2 separate regions of the Mus musculus genome follow, and region 1 is linked to region 2. A link is a contact called in public promoter capture Hi-C data. All regions are on one chromosome and are shown on one strand. The core of a region is the stretch at or near the end of the contact, and the rest is flanking DNA. Distances in the headings are between cores, read along the strand shown. Region 1 holds the start of Hps3 (HPS3, biogenesis of lysosomal organelles complex 2 subunit 1). Region 2 holds the start of Dnajc5b (DnaJ heat shock protein family (Hsp40) member C5 beta).

What was found. Promoter capture Hi-C pulls out the DNA fragments that hold promoters and counts their contacts.
Region 1: a contact with region 2 is called in a promoter capture Hi-C map of embryonic stem cells, with 4 times the contacts expected there. The contact joins the promoter of Hps3 here to the promoter of Dnajc5b in region 2. A contact is called at or near these places in 8 of 39 promoter capture datasets (the 3T3-L1 cell line, the C10 cell line, embryonic stem cells and 3 more) and 2 of 115 datasets of contacts at active chromatin or transcription factors (embryonic forebrain and embryonic stem cells).

What each region holds. Positions count from the first base shown.
Region 1 is chr3:20,034,025-20,036,863 of GRCm38.p6, forward strand. Hps3 (HPS3, biogenesis of lysosomal organelles complex 2 subunit 1) reads right to left here and starts at 1,286. Exons shown (of 17, transcript NM_080634.4): 1 at 1,025-1,286. The coding sequence starts at 1,241.
Region 2 is chr3:19,507,324-19,510,023 of GRCm38.p6, forward strand. Dnajc5b (DnaJ heat shock protein family (Hsp40) member C5 beta) reads left to right here and starts at 1,272. Exons shown (of 5, transcript NM_025489.3): 1 at 1,272-1,383.

The sequences.
Region 1 (2,839 bases), core at 36-2,535, 530 kb after region 2:
TAAATGCACAGATAGTCCTGGTTGTTGACAAGGTGGATTTGCTATGGCAGAGGACACTAGGCACTGAGAGAACACAGACCAGAACATTTACTCAGAAGAAAAAAAGGCATCAAAGGAGACATCAGACAGGTTTTCTGAACTTAGGCATTGCCAGGGGTCAGCCTATTAATGTTTAGTCATGCATGGGTTAATAGAAGTTACACTCAGAAGTTGAAGTTCAACTGTGGACTGAATGCTACCTTTGAGTTATATGGCCCGTGATACTTATGCCATCCCACATGATTCCTGAAGCTCTTTAAGGCAGCCAACATGGTAATAAAAGCATCTTTGTTCTTCAAGGTTTCAAGAACGAGGTTATCATGGTTTAGTGCTAGCCTCCTCCAGTCGGTGTGGCTCAAGTCATTAGTATCCAACCAGGGCCAAGCATTTGATACAACCCAATGTAATAAATCAACCACAAGTGATAGTGACTTAAGAGGTAAAAGGGCTGGCTCCGATTTGAGATAACTTTTGAGGTCGAGCCTCCTGTGAACTTCAGGATATCATTCTCCCTCCTCTTTCTCTTGAACCAGGTTTGTTTTCTTACATTAATCTTTTAAGGGTCTGGCATAAGTGGAACCGAGCCACACGTCTTTATTTCAAGCTGTGGACGGGATCAGTCAGCATTGCATCTCCACGTGGGGTGTCTGCTTTGTTTTGCTTCGAGACATGATTACTTGTAGCCTAGGCTAGAATGGAACTCACCAAACTGCAGAGGACCTTAAACTTCAGATCCTCCGGTCTCTACCTCCAAAGTGCTAGAATGACTAGTTGAAGCAATCTGAGTAAGGAGGATCAGACCAAGGCTTCAAGCAAACTAGGCAAGCACCGGACCGTGGCACGACACCGGATCTGCGGTCGCTAAAACAACTACACAAAATGACTTTAGCACTTAGTGCCCGACCCACACTGACTGTCAGCAGCCAGCCTAGAAGAGCACCAATCCCTTCCCTACCCAGAGCCCCGCCCCAAAGCCGCTCCTCACCGGCTTCGCTGTAGGCCATGCGCAGCACCCTGCCTAGCGTGGAGAAGGCGCAGCGCTGCCGGCACAGCTCTTCGCCCTGAACAGCGAACGCCTCCACCTTGCAGCCGGCAGCCACGAACAGCGCGTCGCTCCCGCCGCAGCAGACCTGCTCCGGCTCCCACTGGCAGGGGACTACCTGCTGCGACCCAAACGGGTGCAGGTTGTACAGACGCACCATCCCGGCGCCCGGACCGCTGGGCGGCTTCCGCAAGCTTAGAGAGCTGCTCCGGATCACGTGAGCGCTGCGACCACACCCCGGGCACCGCTCCTTAAAGAGGCCGCGCGCTAAGTGAAGTGCTACCCTAAGTGGATGCAGAGACCTCGGTTCCTCTTTGGAGATGTTAACTTTGCTGCTTCTGGACAGATTAGTATGTGAAACCTTCAGCGTGTTTAACACTCGATCATCTGCCCGTCTGTGCCTTGGTCGACTTGCCTTAGACTTTGAACTTTTTTTTTTTTTTTTCCATTTTTTATTAGGTATTTAGCTCATTTACATTTCCAATGCTATACCAAAAGTCCCCCTTACCCACCCACCCCCACTCCCCTACCCACCCACTCCCCCCCTTTGGCCCTGGCGTTCCCCTGTACCGGGGCACACAAAGTCTGCTTCTAAAGGATGAAACTGCAAAACCTGATGTTAAACTCCCAACGTAGGGTTAAACACACCACAAATACTGTGGATCCTACAATGGTTTTATTGAAAAGGGCAAATCCTCGAAGATGCTTAGCAAAAAATAAAAATAAAAAAATAATGCATTGGATGAGAAGATCTATGAAAACATTTTGCAGGCATTTGGCAAAAGTTTCCTCTAAGCCTTAGATAATAGGGGAGGAGAGAGATCCCCGGATGGTCAATATACAGTTCCTAAGTATTTCCTATATTGAAGAAACTTGCCGTCGGAATTTTTCTATTTTGGGAGATTTAATAAACCAGATCTATAATGTTTTTTTAACAATTCTAGAAAATATATGTGTTTGCATGCACATATGTACGTATTGGTTGACTGGAGGATGCTCTTCTTTTTACACTGAAAAGAGCAAACTTCAATTCTCATGCTGATGGTTACCTTGAGTCCTTTGCTCTGAGAATTTATAATGTGGGAGCAATTGGACTGAAGTTGAACTGCTGCCATTTCGAATACCTTCCAGATGACGAGGAATCATGTACTTCATCCTCTACTAGGAACACTCTGGGAGACGGGTTCATTAAACTCAGTGAGCAAAGAATACATGGAATAGTCCAGAGATCTGGGCTACAGAAATCAGGAAAACAAGCAGATTGCTACTCATGTGACATCCATAAACATCCCCTTTCCCTCTTATGAGTATCTGATTTAAGTGTCTGTCTCTTTTGATTAATTTTTCCTCTTCAGGATATTAATTGAATGTAATTTGACTTTTGTGAGATTCATTAAGTCCTAGAATGGCACTACCTTCTCTAGAGATAGCTTCTTCTCCCTTGATATAGTCCCTGTACCTGGCTGACCTAAGAAATTTTGGGAAGAGATTTTTATCTTTATTAACTGTTTTTCTCACTTCTGTGACCATCAGCTTATGAGAAAGCTAGGCTGATTCCATGACAGACTTCAAATTGGCAGCTAAGGAGAATAGGCCTAAATCTCTGTCTCTAAGAACTGGACAATTCCAGGCAAGTCCAGGCCTTAGAAGCCGCCCTGCCACCTGGCCTGAGGCAAGGACACTGGGTCAGCAGCACTTTCCAGACTTCTTCAGCAACAGTTTTCAGACCTCCCCAGCAAGTTTCCAGCCCCCACACCC
Region 2 (2,700 bases), core at 22-2,521:
GTTCAGTCCAATATTATCATGGCAGGAAGCATGGCAGTGTCCAGGCAGGCATGGTGCTGGAGGAGCTGAGAGTTCTACATCTTGTTCAGAAAGGTAAACAGACCCCTCAACAGAGGAATGGATACAAAAAATGTGGTACATTTACACAATGGAGTGCTACTCAGCTATTAAAAAGAATGAATTTGTGAAATTCCTAGGCAAATGGATGGACCTGGAGGGCATCATCCTGAGTGAGGTAACCCAATCACAAAAGAACTCAAATGATATGTACTCACTGATAAGTGGATATTAGCCCAGAAACTTAGAATACCCAAGATATAAGTTACAATTTCCAAAACACATGAAACTCAAGAAGAACAAAGACCAAAGTGTGGACACTTTGCCCCTTCTTAGAATTGGGAACAGAACACCCATGGAAGGAGTTACAGAGACAAAGTTTGGAGTTGAGACAAAAGGATGGACCATCTAGAGACTGCCATATCCAGGGATCCACCCCATAATCAGCCTCCAAATGCTGACACCATTGCATACACTAGCAAGATTTTGCTGAAAGGACCCTGATATAGCTCTCTTGTGAGACTATGCCGGGGCCTAGCAAACACAGAAGTGGATGCTCACAGTCAGCTATTGGATGGATCACAGAGCCCCCATGGAGGAGCTAGAGAAAGTACCCAAGGAGCTAAAGGGATCTGCAACCCTATAGGTGGAACAACATAATGAACTAACCAGTACCCCGGAGCTCTTGACTCTAGCTGCATATGTATCAAAAGATAGCCTAGTAGGCCAACATTGGAAAGAGAGGCCCATTGGACTTGCAAACTTTATATGCCCCAGTACAGGGGAATGCCAGGGCCAAAAAGTGGGTGTGGGTGGGTAGAGGAGTGGGGGGGGGAGGGTATGGGGGACTTTTGGGATAGCATTGGAAATGTAAATGAGGAAAATACCTAATAAAAATTTTTTTAAAAAAAGATAAACAGAATACTGGCATCCCCAGGCAACTAGTAGGAAGCTCTCTCAAAGCCTACCCCCATAGTGACACACTTTCTTCAACAAGTCCACACCTCCTAATGGTGCCACTCCCTGGTCCAAGCATATTCCAACCACCACAGTCTTCAATGTTTCTTTCCGGAGATTTCAAAAGGTCCTGAGTGCTAAAGTAAATGAAAATTGAGAGACTGTTAGTGATGTGGGTGGGAAGATCTCAGCTGGGTAGTGGGGGTAGGGAAAATTCTAGTCTATGACATCACAATACCCAGCATAGACTAGAGCTTAGCATCTGAGAAGGAAAAGCAACGGAGGCTCAGTTATTGACAGAGCAGGGGAAGAACACTCGTGGAAGGACCCAGAAGGATCAGCCAGCCATGCCTCCAGTTCAGGTACAAGGTACATGACTTTTGCTAAGCTAATCACAGGACTCAATAGTGTCTAAAGGAAAAGAAGACACTTACACGGGTACCTATTTTTTTTAAGGGATGGTAGGAATCCAGAGGGGCTTCCAGCAGAAGTAAAGCTGGTATATCCAGGAGGCTATGAAGCCACAAAACACAGGCATTTATAAAGTTCTCAGATAACCACTGGCCCCTCCTCAACTTCTGGGAAAGTGCAAAAAGCACTGGTGTCTCCAGTGGTCAGTTCGTGGTTATTTTCTAAAGGGACTCACTCATTCTATGATATTCTTCTACACAGGAGTTTTGGTTTTTAGTGACTTCTCCCAGGATGACAGAGAAGAGTGAATATTTTAAATATTTAAGTGAAAGAATAATTTTAATAGAGATGGTTTTAAAAATACAACAAAAATTAATATAAGGAGGAGAAAGGTGTATTATGGGTTAACAATAGAGATTAACTTCAAAGTCTAGTTTTGAAATTCCAAGACTTCAGAGGCAAAAGGCCACCCCTAGGGACAGTGGAAGAGAGAGAGGCCTTGTGGTTGAGAAGTCAAGTTGCACAGTTCATCTGCTTTTACCCCTACTCCACTCCTCCCATGTCTAGGGACTCAGCAGTGAATCGTTGCTGGACGTGTGAACAGTTCTGTTTTCTTTACTTTGCTTTGGGGTTTTGGCTTCTAAAGTATTTGTTTCTTCCTGGAGGCCTAGAAAGACTCCAAGTGACAGCAAATAGCCGTTCTGTTTAGCAGCAGGCGGAGCTTAGGATTGGTGCCAGGCCCTGACTCATCTCTGTTTGGACTCCCTTGGGTCTTAACACAGAGCAACTCCACAGTCAGAGGCTAGGACTACTCAAACAGGCTTTTCTGATCATGGTCTGCAAGAGCCGTGTTAGGACACTGTGGAAGGAGCAGCCTGGGGCTCTGATTCGGATCAGTAACCTACAGGACACACCAGGCACAGTAGACAAGAAAGGGGATCAAATCCACCTGGGATACAGTTTTCACTCAGCTTCCAACAATCATGCATGTGTATCACAGCAGTAAGACCAGGGCCCCGACACTCTACGAAAGCAGCAGTAACCCATAGCATGTGAGACATTTGTTTGTTTGTTTGTTTTGTTTTGTTTTTTCGAGACAGGGTTTCTCTGTGTAGCCCTGGCTGTCCTGGAACTCACTTTGTAGACCAGGCTGGCCTCGAACTCAGAAATCCGCCTGCCTCTGCTGAGGGACCCAGAGCAAAGCAGAAGTGCCTGCTCACTGTATAGCACACATTCAACTTTCATCTGGAAGGTTGCTATGATTTTTCACAATTG